4 separate regions of the Mus musculus genome follow, and regions 1, 2 and 3 are each linked to region 4. Evidence: chromatin contacts called from public ChIA-PET and HiChIP or PLAC-seq data. All regions are on one chromosome and are shown on one strand. Each heading gives the region's core, a stretch centred on a gene start, on an enhancer-like site or on the middle of the called end of the contact. The rest is flanking DNA. Distances are from core to core; before and after follow the strand shown.

Region 1 (2,700 bases), core at 97-2,596, 900 kb before region 4:
TATTTATACATTTCACTTGTTTTTTAAGTTACAACAGGAATAATATTTTCTGGGATACAAAATAGGTATATTACAGATATACATTGTGTAAGGAATAATTCAAGATGATATATCTCTCAACACATATGCAAAACATTAGATTTGTGAATTCAACACTTAATTGCTATATAGGTGTTACTGTACATAACATGTGCCACATTGAACAATACATCTCTGAAGAGAGTTCTTCCTGAGGAGTGAAACTTTATCGTCTCAGTGCAATTCCTTCATCAGATCACAGCCCTCACATCTGTCATATTTTTCCTTCTTCTAAGTGTTTGGCATCTTTAGGGTCCACACAAAAGATTTTCTCTGCAGAAGTCCTTTTTTTCCATCAACTTTTCAAATACTTATCCGGAAGACATGTTTTAGGAATAAAGATATTTTATTATTGAGATTTTTTTTTGTTTCACTTATTTCAGGCATTACCATCTTTATGCCAAAACGACAGACTCAGTTTTAATGTGTTTTAGGTTTTCATTGTCTTCTATCATAATTCTAAATATTTTACATATACTATTATTTTGTTTGTTAGGGTTCTTATTGACTTCATTAGCTTCATATAATCATCATATCAAATTCATACACATATACACATATATACATACTCATGAACAGAAAAACTCATCACGTGTCAATTACTAATTTGTGAGTATATAAAAACTTTCTTTGACAAAATATTTATCCTCTTAATTATATACCTTCTTGCCATTTTTATGTTTTTGGAAACATTCTCCTCCTCTGTGTGCAGAAAACTCCAACCAGCAGCATAAAAATGTAAAATAAGACTTAAAATATATAGTCACTTTTACTTTGTTTTCACATTACTCTGCACTACAATCCCAGATATCACATGTGTCATACTATCTCTTTTTCTGCTGAGGAATGGAACAGAAACTGAGTCTGTGAGTAAAACTCCTCTGTGAAGAATCAGGATGTCAGAGTTGCAGTGTGGAATAGCACACATAACACACACACACACATACACACACACACACATACATACACACAGAGAGAGAGAGAGAGAGAGAGAGAGAGAGAGAGAGAGAGAGAGAGAGAGAGAGAGGGGGAGAGAGGGAGAGAGAGAGAGAGAGAAATAGTGAGAAAGACAGAGAATGTGATAAGGGAGAGTGAAAAGTAAAATAAATGTTTAAAATATAAAGGTGTTTAACCCCAGGATATGTGTCCTAAAGGATGTGGCTTTTCTCTGAAGGAACTTGAGAGATATGAGTGTTTACGCAGTCATCTGCTCTTAGGAAATTACAGAGGTTTCCCTTCTCATAATAGCTATGATGTAGAAAACCCATGACAGGAAGGACCTGCCCTCAAGATGACAACTGCATATCTGATGTTACAGGACAGACATTTGTCAGACTGGCCCAAGAGAACAGCTACGAACATTGCCTGGACTCACCATGATCGCCATGCTCACAGTGCTGCTATACCTTGGTGAGGTATAATGAGGGGGAGTGGATGCTTGTGTTTGTAAGGGAACCTATTCGACAGCCAGGTTTAATTTCACATGGACATCCTAGGGGATGCCCTCTGGTTCTCAATGTGAAAAAGCTTTGAGAAAAAGGTTTTGTTTTTTTTTTTTCCAGCTCTTATTCTGGAACCCAGGACTGCAGTACAGGCAGGTGAGTGTCTCCAGCCATCCCAGAATTTGATTCTTCACTCTGATGATACAACCTCTAATCTACTTTCTAGTGTGTAAATTCCTCAAAATGGTGATGGGGGATTGACATTTATGGGCTAATGTCTTGTTCCATGGGTGTGTTCTGTGCTAAGATCTAGTGTCTGAAGGAAGATGTTCTGGGCTTTTGATTTCTTCACAGGACACCTCCCAAAACCCATCATCTGGGCTGAGCCAGGCTCTGTGATCGCTGCGTATACATCTGTGATTATCTGGTGTTGGGGTTCCTGGGAGGCCCAGTATTATTATCTGGATAAAGAGAAAAGTGTAAATCCTTGGGACACTGAAGTCCCTCTGGAAAACAGGAATAAGACCAAGTTCAAAATTCGATTTATGACAGCCTCATATGCAGGCATATATAACTGTTACTATAAGAGTGCTGCTGGCTTCTCAGAGCACAGTGATGCCATGGAGCTGGTGATGACAGGTGAGAGGACATCAGGGAACCATGTACAGGCTCTCTCCTCAGAAGGAGGTCTATTTTCCAGGAGCTCTTCTCTCAGAGTCCAATCCTGGAGGACAATGTGGGTAACTCATGTTCATTTCACACACTGCCCCTTGTATTCTAGGAGCATATGAAAATCCCAGCCTGTCAGTCTATCCCAGCTCTAATGTGACCTCTGGAGTTTCCATATCCTTTAAGTGCAGCTCATCCACACTATTTGGCAGATTCATTCTGATACAGGAAGGAAAGCATGGCCTCTCGTGGACCCTGGACTCACAGCATCAGGCCAATCAGCCAACCCATGCTACTTTTGTTCTGGATGCTGTTGCTCCCAACCACAATGGAACATTCAGATGCTATGGCTTCTTTAGAAATGAACCACAGGTGTGGTCAAAACCAAGTAACTCCCTAGACCTCATGATCTCAGGTAAGCACCTTCCACCCATAATCACTTAGTGTGTTGGGTCACTTGGGTCTTTTTCCTAAGATGATCTATGGCTTAGAATAAGAGGGAGGGAGCACT
Region 2 (2,700 bases), core at 53-2,552, 970 kb before region 4:
ATAATGTGAATCTATGATCAGATCATCATTAAATGATGATCAACAGAGAAATCATTAGGGTAGTTAGGACCTATTTATATAAGATCTTAAAAACTGAATTATCTCTGAAGAATGCAATTTCCTATAACAGAAATGCCACTGCTGGCTTTGATGATAGATAGCAAATTCTAGGAGCTGAAAACAGCTACCAGCCAACAGCCAATAAAGTTATGAGACCTTCAGTTCTACAACCTCAAGGAATTGAATTCTGCCAACTACCAGTGATGTCGGAAGTTGATCTGGAACCTTAGATAAAACCAATGCTATTTACATACTTAAAGTCAGGTAAGACTGTAGCAAAGAACTCTCTTATGCGATTCTCAGTCTTTTGACCCTATGAAACTTCGAGACAGTAAATACTGCTATAAGCTGATAAATTGATTGTGTTACAATAAAAAGCAAATAAAACTCCAAAGTTCCTCCCCTATTTCTCAAGCACAATTATCTTTCTCTCTCCTTCCTCCCTCCTCCCCTCCTTCCTCCTTCTCCCACTTTGGTATACTAGACAGTGGTTTTCTTAAAATGAAGTAGAATTGGCAATGGCAGTGTGTATATATTAATAGATAAAGTCTCAAATGATGTGCTAACAAAAGTGTGGTATGTTACCTGTACCTGATTTTCTCTTAAAAGCTGTCATTTAATCTAAGGGACAGCATCAAGTTTATGAAAGCCATAGTGTCTTTCATAAGACACTATGAAGGTCACTACCAACTGTCAGAAAAGAAAAAAAAACAAAACCAAAACAGTGCACAGTTCTGCAAAATGTATCCAGAATTGAAATCCCAAGCATACTATAAAAAGGTCAGAGTCTCAAAAATGCACAAATTTATTTTTATGACAATATTTAAAATAATGTAGAATTTTATTACCTATATATTTTTATTTAATAATATTCTATATTTTCAAACAGCATTGCATGATTCTCACCATGAAAATGATTCATTTTGTCATTCTTTTGACATGATTTAAACACAAAACAGTAAGTCAGCAGGCTGATTGCTCTATTCTGAAACACTCAGGGGGTAAGCAAATAGCTTCTGGCCAATTTTAGTTCTTTTCAGTCTGCATTTGGTGATGTCTACATTGGGTAATATTTTCAGGATGCTAGATCATCCCATAATTGTCATCTTTCCTTTGGGTCAACTTCAACTTGATCTCAACTTTAAGTAAAATGATTCATAAATTTTCCCTGCCCATTATAATCCTAGGCAGAGTTAGCATGACACATATCTGGCATTTTTGTTGGCACTACCCAATCTGACACTATTCTCTTCTGCTATTTTTAGATCTGACCTCAGAACCCTTTACAACACAGCTCTTTGTGAATCTTCTGTGAATTAATTACATGTAGAATGCCAGAAGAAACTTGTATATTCATCCATATAATAATACTATGAAAAGTTCCATTCCCCTAATTCTTGACAATTCTAAAAAGCACTAAAACACTAAGTATTTCTATACTATATTAAGGTTTCATAATTTGTATAACTTATAGAATTTGTACCTTGACAAGTTTATATATGTATAAAGTACATTCTAATGTTTGTAGTCTTCTACATAAGATCTAATATCCATCAAAGCTCTCGTGTCTGCTCTTTCCAATAAGTCAGTTTTCCACATCCATGTTTGTTTGTTTTATTGTTTTTAGACCTATTGAGTTTTCCCATGATTGCTAGTGGCTGGGCATGATCAATGGAGCCTGATGTGCTTGCTCTTGAGTGGGGACATTCCAATGATGGTATTTGCCCCACCTCCTGAATGCATCTGTAGCAAATAGTTCAACAAAGAGGAGTAGGGTTTCATGAGTCATTCATTTGTTTATTGTAGCTGTCCAGAAGCCATGGATGAACTGGGTTACCTGAAAGGGAGAGGCTGGAAATGGAAAAGGATCGGCAGGCGAGAGAATGATAAAGCCAAGACAAAGGTTTCTGATCAAGGCTCAAAGTTTAATTTTCTACTCTGTGTTTATATAGTTTATGTAGGGAAAACCCCACAGACCCATCCTTTGTTTCAGCTGGATTATGTTGCAAAGCAAGCTCAGCAGGCAGTCTGCTCCTGCAGAAAACTGCAAGTGCAGAAGACTCCACCTAGTTGGGCTAGGTCAGTGGAAGACCAAATGTAGCAGGCAATTAAGATCTGTTTAGCCTGCTCAAGGTTAGGAAAATGGCTTTATTTATTTATTTATTTATTTATTTATTTATATTTTTTACATCCCAACTACTGCCCATCTCTCTAACTCCTTCTCACAGATTTTCTCTCCCTAATCCCTCCCATGTTCCTCTGACAAGATGCCCCCCAACCTGTGTCCCCCCAACCCTGTCAAATCAACTCTCTGCAGGGATAGAGTCATCCTCTCCCACTGAGGTCAAATAAGGCAGCCCTGTTGGGGACTGGATTCTATAGACAGACAAAAGATTTAGGAACAGCTCCCATTCCAAGTTGTTAGGGGAACCACATGGAGACTGACCTGAATATATGGTACATGTGTGTGGAGCCTCTGTCCACTTCTGTATGCTCTTTGTTTGGTGACTCAGTCTGTTGGAACTCCTCAAGGTCCAGGTTAGTTGACTCAGCTGGTCATGCTGTGGCATTCCTATGCCCTTCAGGGCCTTCAATCCTTCTCCAGGTTCTTCCATAAGAGTCCCCAACTTCTGGGTCAAA
Region 3 (2,700 bases), core at 38-2,537, 700 kb before region 4:
AGAGAAAAGTCCTACACACGAAGCAGGCTGGGAGGCTTTCAGAGGAGTAGGCAGAGAAGACTAACAATCCTAGGTAGGGAACATTGAATGTGTGGGAAAGTGTGTGGCTACAGCCGATGTCCAGCATCCAAAGGAAGCAGGTGAGATGAGCTTGGGAGAAGTGAGGCCTTTCCCAGCAAGTGCTGCTGAAAAGGAAGCAGTCACATAAGCGCAGCTTGACCTGCCCTGGGAAAGGCTGCTCTCTCTGTTGGATTGCTGCTGTAATTGTCCCTTTAGTCAGCTGCCACTCTGGGTCTCATTTTGCTTTCTCTCTGTGGTTTCAGTTTAATGTTATTTCATGCTAAACTCAAAGGTGATGTCGCTTTCTAATCTCCCCCCAAAAGATACAGGATTAGCTGAGATGAGGCAATGGAAACCAAGGCAGGATCCCTCCTTCTCCTGGAGGGCCTGTTTGTCCAAAGAACAGAGAATAGAATAAGAAAAAAACAGCGAGTCAGCCAGGCAGTCGGATCCCAAAGCTCCACCCAGCTCCATTCTTCATAGAAAGCCCAACTTACTTCGAAACAAACCCAGGTTTTGTCATTTGGGAGTGAGATATTATTAAATTTCAGAAAATATTCGTTCCACTGCTGGGCATGAAGTGAGGAATTGTAAGTGATGCACATGCAAGTTTGAATGGTATCTTTTCCTCCAACCTCAATAGTTTAGAGGGATGTGAGACCTAAGTACCCAAAATACAGAGCAGTGTCTCTGTCTTCCAGCCACTGAAAAGGGTGCTCTTCGATCCTTGCATTATTCTGGGAATACATCTGACCCAGGCGGTGCAAAGACCAGGGAAGGGTACTCTGGGTTTTGTTCACTTCCACCTGATACTCAAGTCAAGGCTGACCAGGCAGGTGCCTCGATTAGTCTCCTGAGAATTGATGGGGAAAAGTGAAGTTGCTTGTCCCACTAGAGAAAAGAGCTGAGCTTTATAGGATCCTTCAGGAAGTTTTCAGTTGAGAAATGGTCCTGGGTCTAGAATTAGGCAAGAGAGAACAAACGAAGGGGAAAGTGCTCGGTGTGACTGACAGCCAATGTGGAAGTGAACTGGGAGCAAGCTTCTGCCCAGACCGAGCAAGACACTTGGGAAAAAGGCAGCATCGCCTCCGCCCTCCTCCACCCTGCCATCTGTGCGGTACCTGTTCACCCTGTCCCCTCTCCACCATCGGGGGCTCTGGAGCCTGCCCAGCGGCCACAGGTTCCCCAGCCCCGCCCCGCCCCGCCCCGGGGCTCTGGGCTCTACACAGAGCTCCTTCAAGCCCGGGCGGCGTGCCGAGATCCGGGCGGTGGGAAGGATGGCTAAGGTCCGGGAACTGGAGGAAGCTTTCGTGCAGGAGCAGCCTTCGCCCCAACTTCCCTCCGAGATCGCGGAGGAGTGCTGCGCGCAGCTGCTTGGCAAGGGCTTGCTGGTCTACCCTGAGGACAGTGCTTACCTGCTGGCTGAAACAGCCGCGGGCGCTCGGAGCAGCGGTGAGAAAGGCGGAGATCCCGGGCTGCAGGTGGGAGTTAAATCAGGTGAGTGCTCCACTCTCCCGGCTGCGGTGCTGAGTCCTAAGGGTGTCCAAGAATAAAAACGAAGCACTCTGAATACACATAAAGTAGGATGCTCTGTCGGAACCATTTCGTTTCAGCAGGAACACTGTTAACTATGAGGGTTTTGCTCAACTCCTTCCTTGCTCCTCCTTGGGTGCAAAGCAAGGTGGGTGTGGAGGTCTCTGGACTGATCCGCGTGTTCCCTTGTTCTTTGTCATTCCTTACACTCGCCCTCAGAAATGCAGTTAAACAACGGCAACTTTTCCTCGGAAGAAGAGGATGCGGACACCCAGGAGAGCAAGACCAAAGCAGCCGACCCACAGCTCTCTCAGAAGAAGAGCATCACGCAGATGATGAAGGATAAGAAGAAGCAGACTCAGCTCACCCTGCAGTGGTAAGCTGGTCCTGTCACCCGCACTGGCTGACGTCCACCAGCCCCTGTCTCTAAGACCCTGGCTTTCCTCAACTTGCTTCTCCTTAAAACTTCCACAAGTTTAAAAGACCCACGACAAATGCACCTGTTTTCTTGCACTGCATATGCACACAGAGACCTATTCTGACCCTGACGAAAAGCTAAAGCCACAGGTTCTTCACATGTAAGCTGTGATGAATTTTTCTGTGATTGTTTGCTGAACATAAAATATATTTCTTTGATATTTTTATGTTTTCGAGATATGATCCTTCAGAACAGCGAAAAATGGAAGGCGTTTAACTCTGTTTTAATCCATAGGAGGGCAGGTACTGTGTCAGTCAAAACAGATGGATTGAGTTAAAAGTACAAAACAGAAAAAAAAAATCACTCAAGCAGTCATGATTAAATAATTTTCAGTTTTTACAGCATAGTGCATACATGATTTAATATAGTAAAACACCACAAATTAACTTTTTGCCCCAAGTCTTTTAAAATTGAGAAATAATCAGTAGGTCTTCTACATATGAAGTGTGTTTTATAATACTTTCTGCAAACGAAAAAGATACTTAAATAAGAACGTGTCATTAAGAACAGTTGCATAATGTGAAGCATTTGGGGGACAAGATTTCCCCCCAATTCCAAGTAATAAAGACTATTTACTGGTAAGTTATATTCTCTCTCTCTCCCTCTCTCTCTCCTATATTATTATCTAA
Region 4 (2,700 bases), core at 127-2,626:
TCCTTTTTAAAATCAAAGAGCTACTCTCTACTGAAATTGTCTATTTTTAAAAGGTTTCCCATATAATGTTAGTACACCATAATTTCTAAATCTTGTAATACTGGCCTAGTTGAATTTTCCACACAAAATGGGAGGTTTGGAATTCCTGTTTGCAATCACACTCCCCTTGCTCTGATTAGAGACCTAAGCAAAGGATTGTCTTTACATAGTCTCAAAGGTCTGAAATTAGGGAAAATACTGTAAAATACAAAGACATACCATCTCACTCAATACTAGAAGTTATTTGAATATTGACAGCTCTAAAGACATAGCTGCCCGTAATATCTGCCAAGTGTGAATGTAAACTGAGAAGGTAGATAGGAACATATATATTCCATTACATTTCCCCAAGAGCTTTGATCGGATTCCCCTAAGTTCATGCATGTCTCTGTGTACAGACACGGACGTTGATCTGGGCTATTGGATGAAAATAATCAGAGCTGCATCTGTCTGAAAATACATCATCTAGCTTGTCATTATCAAAGCAGAAGAGGAGAGTTGAGGTATTCCCCGACAGAAGATCTTGGTAATAACACCTACAAGGCAGGTAGTGTGATTAGCTCCTGTCCCCACCGCATGAGATGCTGGGAGGTGGATGACAGGACGTCTGGAGACCCACACATCAGTCTGCATCCTTTTCCTCCCCCACCCGCTCCGCACTCCTTTGCTTCACTCACGTATAAAACGCACTCTCCATCGCATTCGAAGCTGAGGTGTCCAGTGGGTAGGTTTTTAAGGATCATTTTCCTAGTGCTTTAAATGGGATCTAACGACCTCGGACAGCCTGGGGTTGAATGCTATTGCTGCCAGCCCCCGAGGCTCACCTCAAGCTTGTGGTTGATCTGGGACACAGTCTGGGCTTTGTGGCATAGCTGCGCAAAGCAGGAGCTAAGGCTGGTCATCTTCTGACGCCCCTCATAAGTGATGTCCGCCTGGTCCGGATCGATCTCGCCCAAAAGCAGATCCACATCCACGAAGGCCTTGTCGAACTCCTTCTCCAGCACCTCAAGCCATCGGAACATGGACACCCCGCCAGGGGAGACCCCCACAGGGCAGGAGGAGCCCCCTGGGCCGCCGCCGGCTCCCGCCGGGCATGGGCCACCCGCCGACATGGCGCCGTCCAGGGCCTCGCCGACTGCTGCTCACTCTGGCCGCCCGCCCCGCGCGAGGGGAACTGCTAGCACCGCGGCGCCCCCCGCGCGCGCGCACACACAGACACACACGCACACACACACAGACACACACCCGCCGGTCCCCTCCCTTCCCTCGCGCCGCCAACGCCGGCAGCGCAGCTCCAGAGCAGCAAAGGAAGCGGGGCTGAAGCAGCGACAGCGACACGGAAGACCCGCCCCGCCCGCAAGCCGGCCCGCCCCCGCCGCGCGTGCGTAGCGGAGCCCAGAGCAGGCGCAGCCCAGAGGGAGAAAGTGGGCGGGGCCGTACGAGAGCTTAGCCAATGAAAAGCCTTCGCCTCCACAAGCCTGTCTGCGACCATTTTGACGACCGGCAAAACCCTGAGAAGCAAAGGGTTGAGGTGGCCCCTTGCAAGTGGGGAAGACCGGAGGAAGGGAAGGGAAAGATTCCACGTCGCAGAGGGGACCGGCTTCCGCCAGTTTGGCTTCACAGTGGGCCTGGAACCGGTCCACAGACGTCTAGCAAAGTTGCTACTGGGGTGTCAAGGGGCTCGGGTGGGAGCGGGGAGGGCCGTGTGTGCATGCGCAATAGCCACGTTTTCTCTTCCGATTTCCAGCTCTTAGGGCGGGAGGGTGGGGACACTGGCTAATGTTGCTAAACCTGACGGTGCATTCCAGCCAGAAGCTGCCTATGGAAGCTACTGAGCAAGTTTTGTTGAATCAATGGTTCCTCCTTCTATGATTGACAAGCTGGGGTTCTAGGCCAATGTATTATTACATACTAGCTGCCCCACCTCAGTGGTGTTACCTTGCTTGGGTAACAAGGTTTCCAAAGTTTACTTCACTTGGCAATTAAGGTAAAGTGAAAGTGTTATCACTTGGTACATAGCACTCATCTTACTGCATCACAGATCGTATATTTCTAAAGCAACCACTTGGGATGCTGTAATCATCTTATAAACTAGTATTGTGCTCGTTCCCATGTTATTTTCATATGTTCATAAACATTGAATACATATCCCGATTGAGGCACTGAGGACATAAAATCTAATGAAACGACCTCATCCAAGCCGAACTAGTAAGACAGTGAGGCTCTCACGACTTTTAATTCCAGTGTTGCGTGCATTTGAGAGCATTTATCAAGAGCTTTCTTTGTGTCCTGCCTCTCATCTCTTCCACTTCTCCAACTCCACCCCTGTCTAAACCAACAGTAGACTGTCCGGAAGGGAAAGGAGAAGCCAGACTAATTAGAGTAGGCAGGTAGGAATTGTGCTTCCTGACTCGCCTACGGGAGTATGTGGAAAATTAGTCCATAATCTTTCGGAAGTTGTTCTTGGGACGGACCTTTCTAATAAATCATCAACCAAAGTCTGCATGGCATTGTGTGCCTCTCATCAAAGCAGTACCAATAAGAATTAAGAAATAACAGATTTAGTTTGCACTCTGGTTACTCCAATGCATGACTGCTTACCATCAAGCAAAAGCTATTATGACTTCAGCAAACTTAGACAAGTAAAACTAACCATGCAAC

What was found. ChIA-PET counts read pairs in DNA pulled down with a chosen protein or histone mark. HiChIP or PLAC-seq counts read pairs in DNA pulled down with a chosen protein or histone mark.
Region 1: an RNA polymerase II ChIA-PET map of memory CD8 T cells shows a contact between it and region 4, with 18 read pairs. The contact joins the promoter of Lilr4b here to the promoter of Gopc in region 4. A contact is called at or near these places in 3 of 115 datasets of contacts at active chromatin or transcription factors (bone marrow-derived dendritic cells, effector CD8 T cells and memory CD8 T cells).
Region 2: a contact with region 4 is called in an H3K4me3 HiChIP or PLAC-seq map of bone marrow-derived macrophages, with 4 times the contacts expected there. The contact joins the enhancer-like site here to the promoter of Gopc in region 4. A contact is called at or near these places in 2 of 39 promoter capture datasets (neutrophils and pre-B cells), 1 of 484 Hi-C or Micro-C datasets (the G1E-ER4 cell line), 1 of 115 datasets of contacts at active chromatin or transcription factors (bone marrow-derived macrophages) and 1 of 9 other capture datasets (liver).
Region 3: a contact with region 4 is called in an H3K27ac HiChIP or PLAC-seq map of embryonic stem cells, with 5 times the contacts expected there. The contact joins the promoter of Rfx6 here to the promoter of Gopc in region 4. A contact is called at or near these places in 2 of 39 promoter capture datasets (cranial neural crest and hippocampal neurons), 3 of 484 Hi-C or Micro-C datasets (cortical neurons and embryonic stem cells) and 3 of 115 datasets of contacts at active chromatin or transcription factors (bone marrow-derived macrophages and embryonic stem cells).

What each region holds. Positions count from the first base shown.
Region 1 is chr10:51,479,266-51,481,965 of GRCm38.p6, forward strand. It overlaps Lilr4b (leukocyte immunoglobulin-like receptor, subfamily B, member 4B), which reads left to right and starts at 1,347. Exons shown (of 9, transcript NM_008147.2): 1 at 1,347-1,488; 2 at 1,641-1,676; 3 at 1,875-2,159; 4 at 2,302-2,604. The coding sequence starts at 1,455.
Region 2 is chr10:51,415,614-51,418,313 of GRCm38.p6, forward strand. No RefSeq gene overlaps it. Among named protein-coding and RNA genes, the nearest start is that of Lilr4b, 64 kb to the right of the region's middle. Within about 2 kb of position 1,303, at least 11 of the 459 cell types and tissues checked have an H3K27ac peak or open chromatin away from gene starts, as enhancers often do. A contact at or near this core is called in bone marrow-derived macrophages, where this site is marked.
Region 3 is chr10:51,676,473-51,679,172 of GRCm38.p6, forward strand. Rfx6 (regulatory factor X, 6) reads left to right here and starts at 1,288. Exons shown (of 19, transcript NM_001159389.1): 1 at 1,288-1,557; 2 at 1,813-1,969. The coding sequence starts at 1,338.
Region 4 is chr10:52,380,748-52,383,447 of GRCm38.p6, forward strand. Gopc (golgi associated PDZ and coiled-coil motif containing) reads right to left here and starts at 1,377. Exons shown (of 9, transcript NM_001199272.1): 1 at 864-1,377. The coding sequence starts at 1,151.